Regions from separate parts of the Columba livia genome. Here region 2 is linked to region 1. The links are chromatin contacts, called in public Hi-C maps. All regions are on one chromosome and are shown on one strand. The core of a region is the stretch at or near the end of the contact, and the rest is flanking DNA. Distances in the headings are between cores, read along the strand shown.

What was found. Hi-C and Micro-C count contacts between places; a contact is called where the count stands out from the background.
Region 2: a contact with region 1 is called in a Hi-C map of liver, with 4 times the contacts expected there. The contact joins two enhancer-like sites. A contact is called at or near these places in 2 of 2 Hi-C or Micro-C datasets (crop and liver).

What each region holds. Positions count from the first base shown.
Region 1 is chrZ:63,782,515-63,789,886 of bColLiv1.pat.W.v2, reverse strand. No RefSeq gene overlaps it. Among named protein-coding and RNA genes, the nearest start is that of TRNAH-GUG, 19 kb to the right of the region's middle. Within about 2 kb of position 3,171, at least 2 of the 3 cell types and tissues checked have an H3K27ac peak away from gene starts, as active enhancers do.
Region 2 is chrZ:63,864,981-63,871,845 of bColLiv1.pat.W.v2, reverse strand. All of the region lies in intron 6 of ZDHHC21 (zinc finger DHHC-type palmitoyltransferase 21), which reads left to right. Among named protein-coding and RNA genes, the nearest start is that of ZDHHC21, 17 kb to the left of the region's middle. Within about 2 kb of position 2,370, at least 1 of the 3 cell types and tissues checked has an H3K27ac peak away from gene starts, as active enhancers do.

The DNA of each region.
Region 1 (7,372 bases), core at 1,922-4,421:
TCAGCAGCTATTGTACTCTGTCTGGATCTCAGCTGAAGTCCAGACTGAACATTTGAACATCTGGATTATTTAAGAACTGTCCTTACAGAGATAGTCAACAAGGTACCTCAGTCAGTGATGTATGCAGCAGCACTTAAGTTCTTTGTCTGAGCCCTAGCTTGAGGTGGACAGGGGAGTTCCTGGAGACAGGGAAACCCAAGGAACAGCACAGAGATCCTCCAGGAGCCAGCAGCTCTTGTGAGACAGGCTAACACAGCTTGGGCATTGCCAGGAGCCACCGTGGGAGATTTAAACACAAATTACAGACATGATAGCATAGCTTATATGACTGGAATGCTGTTATGAATGGTTATGTAATTTTTAGGAAAGACAGGCCAGGGAGGCAGGGTGAAGGAGTTGTTTTTCATATGAGAGAGCAACTGGAATGTATAAAGCTTTGCTTAGCGTTGGATGAAGAATGAGTCAAGAGCTTGTGGGTAAGAATTACAGGACAGGCTAACAAGGTGGGTACCTTGATGACAGAGCATACAGAGAAGGCAGAGTTACTGAATGGCTTTTTTGCATCCATCTGTACTGGTAAGACTGGGCCCCAGGAATCCCAGACCCTGAAGGGAATAGGCAAAGTCTGAAGAAAAAAACCCTCACCCTTGGTCAAGAAGGATCAGGTTAGATATCATTTAGTCAAACTGGACACCCCCAAATCCTTGAGCCCTGATAGGATGCACCCACAAGTGCTGGGGGAGCTGGCAGATGTTATTGCTGTGCCCCTCTCCATCATTCTTGAAAGGTCAGAGAGAACAGGAGAGATGCCTGAGGACTAGAAGACAGCCAACATCACTCCAATCTTCACAAGGGGCAAGAAGGGTCACCCAGGAAACTACAGGCCAGTCAGTCTCACCTCCATCCCTGGAAAAGTGATAGAATAACTCATTCTGGATGCCATCTCCAAGCATCTGGAGGAAAAGGTTATCAGGAATACTCAAAATAGATTCACCAAGGAGGAATCATGCTTGCCCAATCTGGTAACGTTCTATGATGGTATGACTGGCTGGGTAGATGAGGACAGAGCAGTGGATGTTGTCTACCTTGATTTCAGCAAGGCTTTTGTCACCGTCTCTCACAACATCCTCATAGTTAAGCTCAGGAAGTGTGAGTTGGATGAGTGCACAGTGAGATGGATTGAGAACTGGCTGGATGACAGAGCTCAGAGGCTTGTAATCAGCAGTGCAGAGTGTGGTTGGAGGGCTGTATCTAGGCATATTCCCCAGGGGTCCGTACTGGGTCCAGTCTCGTTCAACTTTTTCATCAATGACCTGGATGAAGAGCCAAAGTGCACACTCAGCAAGCTTGCTGATGATACCAAACTGCGAGGAAGGGCTGACACACCAGAAGGCTGTGCTGCCATTCAGTGAGACCTGGACTGGCTGGAGGACTGGGCAGAGAAGAACCTGATGAAGTTCAACAAGGACAAGTGTAGGGTACTGTACCTGGGGAGGAATAACCCCAGGCACCAGTACAGGTTAGGGCTGACCTGCTGGAAAGCAGAATTGTGGAGAGACCTGTGAGTTCTGGTGGACAATAGGCCTACCATGAGCCAGCAATGCACCATTATGGCCAAGAAGGCCAATGGTATCCTGGGGTGCATTAAGAAGAGTGTGGCCAGCAGGTCGAAGGAGGTTCTCCTCCCTCTCTACTCTGCCCTGGTGAGGCCACATCTGGAGTACTGTGTCCATTTCTAGGCTCCCCAGTTTAAGAAGGACAAGGAATTACTGGAGCCCAGCAGTGGGCTAAAAAGATGATTAGGGGTCTGGAGCATCTTTCTTATAAGGAAACACTGAGACAGCTGTGTCTGTTCAGCCTGGAGAAGAGAAGACTGAGAGTGGATCTCATCAGTGCTTATAAATACCTGAAGGGTAGATGTCAAGAGGATGGCACCAGCCTCCTTTCAGTGGTGCCCAGCCATAGGATGAAGGGTAATGGGCACAGACTGAAACACAGGAAGTCCCATCTGAATATGAGGATAAACTTTTTTGTTTTGAGGGTGATAGAGAACCGGGACAGGCTGCCCAGAGATGTTGTGGAGTCTCGTTCTCTGGAGACATTCATACCTCCCCTGGACAGATTTCTGTGTGATCCGCTCTAGGTGAACCTGCTTTAGCAGAGGGGTTGGACTAGATATCTTCAGAGGTCACTTCCAACCCCAACTGTGCTGTGATTTTGTGATATTATATGACTGTAAAGACAAATATGTGTGTATGTGTGTGTATGTATATATACACAGGTATATCTATATATATAAATACTTGTATACATATATGTATATGTATTTGTACACACATTTATGTATACATGTGTATATGTATACATATACGTGTGTATATGTATACACATGAATGTATGTGTAAATATGTGTGGCTACACATTAGAAAGAGGAACAATTAAAGTTTCTACAAACATATATTTGTGAATAAATGTGCAATGCCTGTATTGATAATTGAAATTCTTTTCGTAAAGGTGTACAGCACAGCATGAATGAAGAAACAGAGTTTGCCTTTGTGCATTATGCTCTGTTTGCAGGAATACTGCTGTGTCTATTGCTTGTTATAGACAGCTGCTCAGAATTTTTTACATGCCATAAAATGGAGGCTTCTGGTCCTTGCCATACAACTTGTGAAAGTTTTGTTTACTAAGTGAGATCTTTGGGAGGATGATAATTAAGTATTCTTGCTTGTTTGCTGCCTAGTTTAATTACTGTGCATTTGCTTAAACAATTCCAGGTGACTTGTTTATTGGATTTCTTTCTTGCCATATGAGCCTCATTAAGAAAAGAATAACTAATTGGAACCTCTTGGATTTTTTTCATTCAGTTTTTGTTCTCAGAACTCGTGTAAAGAGACGGGAGGGAGGGAAGTAACTTGGAGTTGGGAGAGACCAGGTACTCCACTTTTGTTTTCCAGTAATAAATCACAGAGTGGCAGACTCAGGGAAGCTGGAAGGGACTATGGACTCCCCAAGGCTGGCTCAGCTGTGAGCTCAGTCTGAGCTGTTCACCCAGTCAGGGAATGAAACCCCCCAAGGATAGAGGTAGCCTGGTGTCCTTGTGCCCCAGCCCTGCTGCTCAGCTGTGGAAAAAAGGCTCTCCTTATCTCCAGCTTGAGCTTCTCATGTTCCAGCTTTTACCACTGCCTCTCACCCTCTCACCATGCACTGCTGTGAAGAGCCCAGCTCTGTCTTCTCCATCCCTTCCATCAGTGCCCAGGATGCTGTTGAGTGCTCCCCAAACCATTCCTTCCCCTGTCCAAATGAGCCCTGGTCCTGCAGCCTCTCTTTATAGGACAAGGGCTCCAGCCACACTCTCTCCAGCCAGTTTGTGGGTGTTCTTCCTGTATTGTGCAGCCAAAACCAGACACAGACCATCTGTTGAAACAATGACCTTGTCTTCATTCTGTTTAACTCCTCCCACATGCTTTAAACAAAATATTTCACACACAGAATTGTGTTATGCTGTTCTTTTTCTCTATTATCTTTGTTTTGTGTATATACGTTTGTTAGCATTTCCTCAAATCTTCTCCATCTCTAAGCACCAAAGACTCAATGTGGAGCAATAAGTTAGGCAGAAATCTTGGAGGACTTCATGGGAATTTCACAAAATTCAGTTCTGTAGTTTCATACATGTAGAAACTTTAAGCACATTCAGAAGTCTCTGAAGATGAATATGCAGTTTTTATCTTTTTATTCTGTTTTAAATTTCCTAGATATTTCCCTCCTTCATCTTTTCATTTAATTCATCTGAAGATTGTTCCTTTGGCCATTTCCTTCCAAGCACTTTTTCTCTCTCTATGTTTGCCCTGGAATGAATTTATCTGTGCTGTAAGTCTCCAAGCTAGGTCTTGAGGGTTATCAGATGTGGTCTTGAGGGCAAAGGATCAATTAAAAAAAGAAAGGAAGATCATGATTGAGCCAGGGACTGAAGGCAAACAGAGGGTATTTTCCTAATATCTGTATACACAAATTTCACAGGGTTGTTTTTTGGAACAAGAAAAAGAAATCAAGGAAATAATAGACAGTTTAGTTTCTGGTGTAACCAAGAACTGTTTGATCATAGTGATATTTGCCACCAGAGTGGGAAACAAGTAGAATATTAGCATGCTGTAAGTAAAAGTAGAAGGAGAGATTGGGTTTTAGGAAGGATGTTAACTACAGTAAGAAGAGAAAACAAGCTTTACACTGATTTTTCAATAGAAAGAGCAAAACAGATCTGGTACAGCATTTCCTACCCTGGAAAAATATAATCTGGTTGTTGTAGCTCCCTCTGCACAAACCAGCACACTCCCCCATGTTGCATTTCCTATGTCTGGCAAATGGGAACTGTAGGTTGCTTCTCTGGCAATCTTGTGGGAGCTGAGTGAACAAACACCTTCTCTATGAAGGGGCCTTAAAGCCCCGTATCTTCATGGTCTTCACAATAGAGTGCTGTAGCATCTGTGAAAATTAATGGGAGCAGTGGATGCTTCAATAACAGGTAAACTGGTGGAGGTAAACTGGAAGAAAAGTAAGGAGGTGTCGTCTTGTAGCAAGGTTCTTCAGCACATTCTAATAGGTAAAATGGAACATTTAAAAGAGCCATTGCCAAGCCTCAAAGTAGAGATTTGCTAGCATTTTGCAGGTTCTCAGAATAAAGTTTGGCAGAAAAAAAGTGTATTTTTTAAACTAAGCTGTATATGAACATCAATAGAATTCTTTGGATCAGATAATTTTCAAGCAAGGAGGAGATAGTATTTGGCCCTGTGGATATTAAAGTTATCTTCCTAAATGCTGGTCATGGCTGGAGAGGCCATAAAGTTAATGTCCATTCATGAGGCAGTCTATGAGGAGCATTTTGTAAATTGGAAGACTTTGTGAGAAAACACTGAGAATAGAGAGATACTTCTGTTTTCTATAAAATAGCAAAGAACTAGTAGGACTCTCAGCTTCTCCAGCAAAATGTCAATGTAAATAAAATTGCTTTAATTTATCCAAGAGCACAATATTACTCTGTGGATACAATCTGTAGGCTTCTCAGAGAAACTGTTGGCCTAGCACAAAGGGAGTTTTCTCTCCTGGAAAGAATATAAAAATGGAAAATGTGATGTTTCGTGTTCAGCAAAGGAGATGGTGAAATGAAATTAGATTCCTCAAAGAGTGAATGTTGAAATGTTTTTTTCTTACCACAGGACAAAGGAATGGCCTAATCCTGCAAAAGATCGACTGTGAGGCATTCATCATTCCTTATCAAGCCACAAAATAATAGACAAAAAATAACAGTAGTGAAGTCAAATGGCTAAATGGTCAAATGACAAAGTTAAAACAGTGCTCATGAGAACTGTGGGCTGAGCAGATCATATGAATGGTGGAGACTTGTTGACAAAGCTTTATTTGCTGAACAAGGAAAAGCGGATTAAATGAAACAAGTAAATAATTAAAAACAAACACATCTAATTTTGTTTCTCCCATACTTTAGCATTCTGTTGCAACCACAGGTCTGCCAGCACTTGAAGGAGTGTGTGCCTGCACAGCATCTGGAGTTCTTTTTTTATAATGTTCATTAGATACTTACTCCAGGTAGGTACCCCAAGAGAACGTACAATGGATTTTTCTCATTGTGTCAAATTTTAGCAATTCTTCATGTCCTCTCCTCTGTAAAACACACACCCACATATACATACCTCTAAACGTGCATGTGTGTGTGTGTGAGATGGCACTTCCCTTTCCCAGTGGAGGAATGCCATCTTTGTTTAAACACATCTGGGCTGACAGATCCTTTTCAGCAGTTGCAGAGTCATTCTAATGTATTTTTCTGGTTTTAATGATGCAATATCATTTATTTTAATACCTGAAAATATAAAAGAACAGTGACCACAGTGTAATATGCTGACCATTGGCAAGTGCTATCGACATGTCAGTGGTTTTCAAACACCTCTCTATGTTTGGAATTGCAGACAATAGATATGACAGCTCTTTTAAAAGTCTATTTTCCTTATGACCAGGGAGCTTGTATTTCTTGGGATTAGGAACTAAGGCAACTCTTCTGTCTTTTTGGTACCATTTTCTACAGACAATGTCAAGTGTTGCTAACATAGATGGGTTTATATTATGCAGCATAAACATGCCAGCTGAGCAAAGACTCCTGGTGCGTGATGCTGTGTTTGGGTGGCAGTTTCTGCATTGCAGAAACTGTAGGTGGACAGTGTAGGCAAAGGGTTGTGGGCAACAGAAACTCCAGAGAAACAGTATGATTTCTTATCTATTTTTTCTAATTCCTCTTATGAGAAAGCAAAAGGTTCAGCTCTCTGTGCCTGCATTAGCTCGAAGTGTCATGAGGTCCTTTCCTCTGGAGAACTCATGCTTGTGCAAAAGAACTGTGAGACTTGCAAGTCCTTCTGTTTGTTTATGTAATAAGTGCTATGCATATTTATGTATAAACATACTTCAGCAAGACAATTATTTAGATTTGTGCTAGTGATTATTCTTTTCCACTTTCCAGTTGGCTTGGCTGATCTTTCAATTTGACTCTGCATTCAAGTCCTTTGGCTATATCTTAGTCATCAGCTAAACATTTTCAACTTAAAAGACTTTTCACTTCAGTCAGTATTCAGAAAAAAAAAAACCTTTGCCTTTGCCTTCACAGGAAAACAGTATGTTGTTTTCCTCAACTCAGATAATCTACTTTGAATCCTAGAAATAACAAGGCTTTTTTGTTTGTTTTTTTTTGTTTTCAGTCCAAACTAGCAGGTCAGATTAAAAGCCATGGAGATCTATAAACCAGCTGATTAAGGGTGAGCACTATATATTTCCTTTTTTTTCCAGTATATGACTTCCAGTTAGAAAACTCAAATTAAGAACATACCTTTTTAAAGACAAAATCAGTTGTCTGAACATGAGCTGGGAAGAAAAGAGCATTTTATTGCCACATAAAGCAATGTAGTGCAGTCATTCCTCAGTTTCTACTGAGCCAGGGAAGAGAGTAACTTCATCAGTGTGTCATTGTGCCAGGCTAACATGGCTATTCTGCTTCTGGAACAAAATGTAGTATTCTCACGTGACTCTGGAGCTATTATTTCACATATATTGTCTATAATTGTACTCTGAGAAAAAAAGGTTCATTTGCTTCCAGTTTGCCTATGTTGAAACTCCTCAGTCTGATCTGCAGGGACACCAAGTAGGAAAATTTTAACTTTTCCAGAGCTCTTTCTGAAGATCCACCTGGGAGCAGGATTTAAGCACCTCCAAGTATAGCCATATTTGATCCTAAATCAGCAAAAACTCTGGGTAAAATTGTCCCCTTTGACTGGTGATACAGATATTTTCTCTTATTTCTCAGAACAAATGAAAC
Region 2 (6,865 bases), core at 1,121-3,620, 83 kb before region 1:
ATTTGCTCCTGTGTCAGTCTGAAGTAGAGGTGATGTTCCCAAGAAAGCTTATGTGAAGATGATGTGTCAAAGGAGAGCTGAAAATGTAGGAATACTATATGTCCTCCTTCGATCATCCAGAACTGATAAAAGTATTATATTCGAGTTGGTATGTGCCAAGTTTTTATCATATGGAATGTACCAAAGTTGAGGATTTTTGCAAATCTCTCAACATAATTTCTCTTCTAAAGCATTTTCATTTTAAATTTTTTTAATCTAGAGAAATATTTCCATGTAAATGGTTTAAGGGACTCCAGAAATATGGAAAAGCGAAGAATTTGCTGTCTACTTGGAGAATCTTTCCATAGACAAATATTATTACCCCTTCAGAGGTTGCAAACTGTATGAAGTAAACATAATTTCCCTTTTCCTCTCTTGTACAGACCATCTCCGAGCAAATACTTTGGCTCCCTAACAAACAGAACTTGGGTTCCTTTTTTAAAAACATAGTTACTAAGAGCACTCAGGGGACTCTCACAATAAAAAGAAAATATTCTACCATTAAATTACACTATTAGAGAAGCACCACCAACACATTTAATACAAAGACTTTATCTTTGGAAAATAATGCTCCTTCTAGAAGCACTGCAATACTAAATCCAACATTCCATTCAATATCACAGAGAAGCGCTTGCACTTGAAACCTGCAAACCCTGTGCGTGGGAAGCCTTCAGAATACAGAAAGAATAAGATATATATCTTATATATTTGTTAATATATATTTGTTAATAATAACAGCTGAAAAATGAATATGTATAAAACTTTGGTCTTGATGGTTTAACGAGGTTAATTTGAAGACTTTCAGAGAGAAGCCTACTTTTAATATCTACCTTTCAGAAGATGTGACAGGTTAGCAAGCAGAATATTAATACTTGTTCAGTAATTATTTTAACCCAGTTTAACGTAGTTGCCTGCAGAGTGTATCAGGTTCGCATGTTTGTCTGCCTGAATTTACACAAAGATGTGGAAGAAATTGAGTACTTTGTTCTGTTTGGTTTAGTTTTGTTTTCTTTCAGCTGTGAGGTTTTTTTGCTTTATGAATTTGCGTATGTGGACACTCCAAATGACACTTTTGAAAAACAGGATCAGTGTTACAGTATATAACATTCTGTCCCTCAGAGAGATAAAATGTTTACACTGTATAGAAAAACTTAGTAGACACAGCAGATCTGGTCTGTTTAGACCTTTGTTAAGTATAGTGTTACACTAAACAGTATTTAGCTTTCTCAGTTTTTCAGCTGCAGGATTGGGGTGCACACAGTGAAGTACAGAAAGTTAATAATAATTTATTTGGGCATCTAGTCAATATATCTACCTGTAAGATGACATCAAAGCCCTGTAAAACTGATTTTTTTGAGTGTTGCTCGTGATTCTTTTAGTCTTTGTAGATTAATTGGAGCTGAAGTACCACAGCATTCCAGGGACCTCAGTACCTTCTGCCTTTCATGGAAGCACTGTTCTTTGTCATAATTTTGGCTGTAACCTAGAGCTTATATTTTCTGAATTGACAGAGACTAGTGTTAAGCACAGATTCAAAAAAACTTTGTTGTTGTTGTTGTTTTTTTCTAAACAGCCATTGGTAATTAGCTTACTTCCTGCTCCTTAAAATACTTTTGAATTTTTTGGTGTTGTGCCTTCATCTTAATTTTTATTCTTTGGATATAAAATAGTACACAACACAGAAGCTGTAGAATTAAAGTTGCTTTTAATGCTTTTGTGAAATACTCATTTTTTCACAGTCCTGATTAATGCATTATGAAGATGTGATCACTATCTGCATGTTAATATTTCCTTCTGAATGAAAACTTGTGTTTTTATTTTTAAAGAGTTAAGTAAGAAAAGCCCAATATTTTTAATTTAAGTGTACTAAGGTAAAGGTAATAGCTTTAAGGCTGTTGGAGGGAGCCATTTCCATAGACATGCAGTCTTTCAGCTTCAGGTTTTATAGCAGAAAATTGCTGCATAGTATTCTTGGCTCTTGTAATCTGTACACTGTTAGAAACATGGATTGTGGTTATTGCCCCGGTTGTCCAGCAGGAGGAGTACCATTACTGCTAGAAATGAAGGAAATGATAAATAAATTTTGTATGTGAGATCCTAGCAGAAGAAAAATCTATAATTTGAATTAAACAGCTTATGAATTCCTCTGCAAGCTTTGATGATTTTCAGAGGCTAAGACTGGAGCATTCTTAATTTTGCATCTTAATTAAATAACATCTAGGTCAGGAAGCTGAATGCTTTGGGAAGTATTCAGTCTTGGGGACAGTGAGATCAGAAGAGTGACTCCATGACTACGTAGTTGCTCTCTATGTGGCTGTGGTGGCACATATTCTAGACACAGCATGCCAAGTAGCAGCAAAAATAAATGTTTTCGCACTATATTTTGTGTGATTCATAGAAGGTTTTTAATCTTTTCAGCAAAAGCTTTGCTGATAAATTTTGTTTGCTAGAGATGTTGCTGCAATAGAATGATTGTCACTGGAAAAAACACTGACATGTAAAACCCTAAAACTTTTTGCTCTAGTTTACTTTTATTTTGTTCTCAGTTATGTGGTTATCCATTGTATATTATGAAAATACTGTTACTTAATTTTTTAAGTATTTTGAACTGTATGGGTAGAGAGGGGAGGAAACATAAAGGAGGAAGCATTGTGGCAATATCAGCCTGCTCCATCTTGGGACTCAGCTTTCCTAATTCCAAACAAAAGGTGTTGGAAAATATTAATCAGACTTTGTGAGGAGATTATTTACAGTAATATTTATTTCCATAATATGTATTAACTAATATTCTTTAAAATCTGGAAATATGTATAATCCAGTGTACATTTATGTTATAAAGAGAATGTATAGGAAACCTTTTTTCTTATGGTCACAAAATTACCTGCAAGGATGTGTGAGTTTAAAAAGAATAAAATACATCAAAATTTTCCTTTTCAGGGTTATGCAAAACTGACCTAACCCTTTCCTCCCTTATAATTGTAAGGAGAGTATATGAATAATGAATTAAGTTTAGAAAGTAGATACATGGTCTGAAAAAAATATATATATATATATACACATATTTAGGAACAACTGAGAGGACAGCATTTTTTTAAAACTTAATATCCTGATAGTGTCATTTTATATGAAAATTGTATGGCGTTTTCTTAAATTCTGTTCTAGTCTGAAGTTATTTCAGAATTACTGCTTTGGCTTGAACTCTGTGTAGATGATAATTTTTGGAATCAGAGAGCTATTTCCATTTTCACTTGAAATGAAATCAGTAATGAATCAGACTAGAAAATTACTCATTTAGTAGAACTGAAGTAGTCCTGAATCAAAAAGCGCTTTACATAAACATCTGTTGTTATTAATAATAAATATCTCTACAAAAGAGCTTATTAGAATGCAGCTTGTGTTCTGTGAAATGCTCCTTTTTTTTTTTTTTAACATTAGTGAATTTTCTCCCTTGTCTATCTCCTTCGTCTTTCTTACTGCAAAACCTCGTCAGGAATTTTTTTTTTTTTTTTTAATTTATTTATTTTACAGTCTGGCTTTGTTCTGTGTTCCATACTGGTTTTCTGCCAGGTTGATAGACTGACTTCATCATGAGACTGAGACAGACATCCTGGCATTTACGACTGAAAATATACAAGCATGTGTTACCATGAGATATCCCTTCCCCAAGAAAAAGATCAAGTATCTTAATATATTTTGTCAGTATATTAATTTCTGTGTAGATAATATTTCAGTAAAGAATCAAGATTGAATAAATGAATCTTAGATTGTAAATTAAAATTTAAGAAAGTTTTTTTTCACTTTGTCTCTTCTGGAACAGACAGAATAGTCCTGTGTTGATCCTGCTGAAAGCTCTTTTTTAAAGGAATGCTGTAAACCCTTGAAAATGACAACCCAATACTGCAAATAACAGGGACTCATTAAATGTTTCTATGTTTTTGTTGCTGTTTTTGTCAGCAAGGTAAAAAGGAAGTTGAATTTGTAAGCAGTCGTCAGTCATATCATTGATTATGATCTTGAGCTGAACCCATCATTGGCTCTTGACGGCTGTCCTTTATGATATCATAAAGCTATAATAGCTCTTTTCCTGGTCAGTGGTAGCCTTCATTGCAGGTATCATCCTTAGCAGTTGATGCTCACAAATGAAGACACGGCATATGTTCTGCAGTGGGGTTGAGGAAGTCTTGTGTGAAATTGTCATGGAGACTCACTTTCTGTGGAATGTTTTAGTGTTGCCTGTTAAGATAAAGATGCCAGATCGCATGGCTTGTAATCTGTTTCCTAAACATCCAATTGTAATCCAATTCCTAAACAGACCTACACTTTGTTTCTTATTTTGTGACATGTTTCTATTGTACACATGTCTGTCAATATTTGTAAGCAGCCAAGAATCCTTATAGTTTGATTGGATGGCTAAAAGTAGTGGCTAAAGGGAACTTAAAAACTCTTAGAACAGTCAACAGCCTGGGTGGAGGGCATGTCTGAACTGGGTAGGAAATGCTGACTAGAAAAACAACGGGATCAGCCTGTGTGAACTGAAATTTTGACAAAGCAGTCAGGCTGTGATGTTGACAAAAAAGAGACCACATCCTCACTAACAAGGAGGGTCTGGTCGAAGCAGTACAGGTTGAGGGCTGCCTGGGTTGCAGTGACCACGAGATGGTGGAGTTCAGCATCTTGTGTGGCAGGAACAGAATAGCAAGTAGAATTGCAACCCTGGACTTTAGCAGGGCTAACTTTGGCCTTTTCAAGCAATTGCTGGGGGAAATCCCATGGGCAAGACTGCTTGAAGGAAAAGGGGCCCAAGATAGCTGTATTGCATTCAGAGATTGCTTCTTCCACGCTCAGGATCAGAGCATCCACACACGAAGGAAGTCATGGAAGAGAGCCAGGAGGCCTGCGTGGTTGAATAGGAATCTGTTGGGTATGCTCAAACAGAAGAGGAGAGTTTACAGGTCATGGAAGCAGGGGCTGGCCACTTGTGAAGAATGTAAGGCTGCTGTTAGAGGATGTAGGAAGGCAGCTAGGATAGCCAAGGCCTCCTTAGAATTACAGCTGGTGAGAGGGGTCAAGGACTGCAAAAAGAACTTTTTCAAATACATAGCAGATAAAACTAATACCAGAGGCAATGTAGGCCCACTGATGAATGGGGTGGGTGCCCTGGTGGCAGAAGATACAGAGAAGGCAGGATTACTGAATGCCTTCTTTGTCTCTGTCGACTCTGCCGGAGGCTGTCCTGGGGAGCCCTGTACCCCTGAGACCCCGGATGAAGCCAGGTCAATGGAGGAGTTTGCTTTAGTCGATGAGGACTGGGTTAGGGAGCAATTAAATAGTCTGGACATCCATAAATCCATGGGTCCAGATCGGATGCTTCCGCGGGTGCTGAGGGAGCTGGCTGAAGTCATTGCTGGACTGCTCTCCAACATCTTTGCCAAGTCTTGGGAAACGGGAGAGGTGCCCGAGGATTGGAGGAAAGCAAATGTCACTCCAGTCTTCAAAAAGGGCAAGAAGGAGGACCCGGGTAATTATAGACCGGTCAGCCTCACCTCTGTCCCTGGGAAGGTAATGGAACAGCTTATCCTTGGTGCCATCTCAAGGCATATCAAGGATAAGAGGGTTATTAGGGGCAGTCAGCATGGCTTTACCAAGGGTAAGTCATGCTTGACCAACCTCATAGCCTTTTATGAGAAGGTAAGAAGGTGGATGGATGATGGCAGAGCGGTGGATGTGGTCTACCTTGACTTCAGTAAAGCCTTTGACACAGTCTCCCACAGCATCCTCACAGCTAAGTTGAGGAGGTGTGGTCTGGACAATAGAGTAGTGAGGTGGGTTGCAAAGTGGCTTAAGGAGAGAAGCCAGAGAGTGGTAGTCAATGGTGCGGAGTCTAGTTGGAGGCCAGTATCTAGTGGAGTGCCTCAGGGGTCAGTACTGGGGCCAATATTATTCAATATATTCATTAACGATTTAGACGAGGGAATAGAGTGTACTATCAGCAAGTTTGCTGATGACACTAAGCTGGGAGGAGTGGCTGACACACCAGAAGGCTGTGCTGCCATCCAGTGGGACCTGGACAGGCTGGAGAGTTGGGCGGGGAATAACCTGATGAAATTTAACAAGGGAAAGTGTAGAGTCCTGCATCTGGGTAGGAACAACCCCAGGTTCCAGTATAGTTTGGGAAATTACATATTAGAGAGCAGTGTAGGGGAAAGGGACCTGGGGGGCCTGGTGGACAACAGGATGACCATGAGCCAGCACTGTGCCCTTGTGGCCAGGAAGGCCAATGGCATCCTGGGGTGTATTACAAGGGGGGTGGTTAGTAGATCGAAAGAGGTCCTCCTTCCCCTCTACTCTGCCCTGGTGAGACCACATCTGGAATATTGTGTCCAGTTCTGGGCCCCTCAGTTCCAGAAGGACAGGGAACTGCTGGAGAGGGTCCAGCGTAGGGCAACGAAGATGATTAAGGGAGTGGAGCACCTCCCTTATGAAGAAAGGCTGAGGGAGCTGGGTCTCTTTAGTTTGGAGAAGAAGAGACTGAGGGGTGACCTTATTAATGTCTATAAATATATAAAGGGTGAGTGCCATGAGGATGGAGCCAGGCTCTTCTCGGTGGCAAACAATGATAGGACAAGGGGTAATGGGATCAAGCTGGAACACAAGAGGTTCCACTTAAATTTGAGAAGAAACTTCTTCTCAGTAAGGGTGACAGACACTGGAACAGGCTGCCCAGGGAGGTTGTGGAGTTTCCTTCTCTGGAGACATTCAAAACCCGCCTGAACATGTTCCTGTGCCACCTCACCTAGGCGTTCCTGCTCCAGCAGGGGGATTGGAC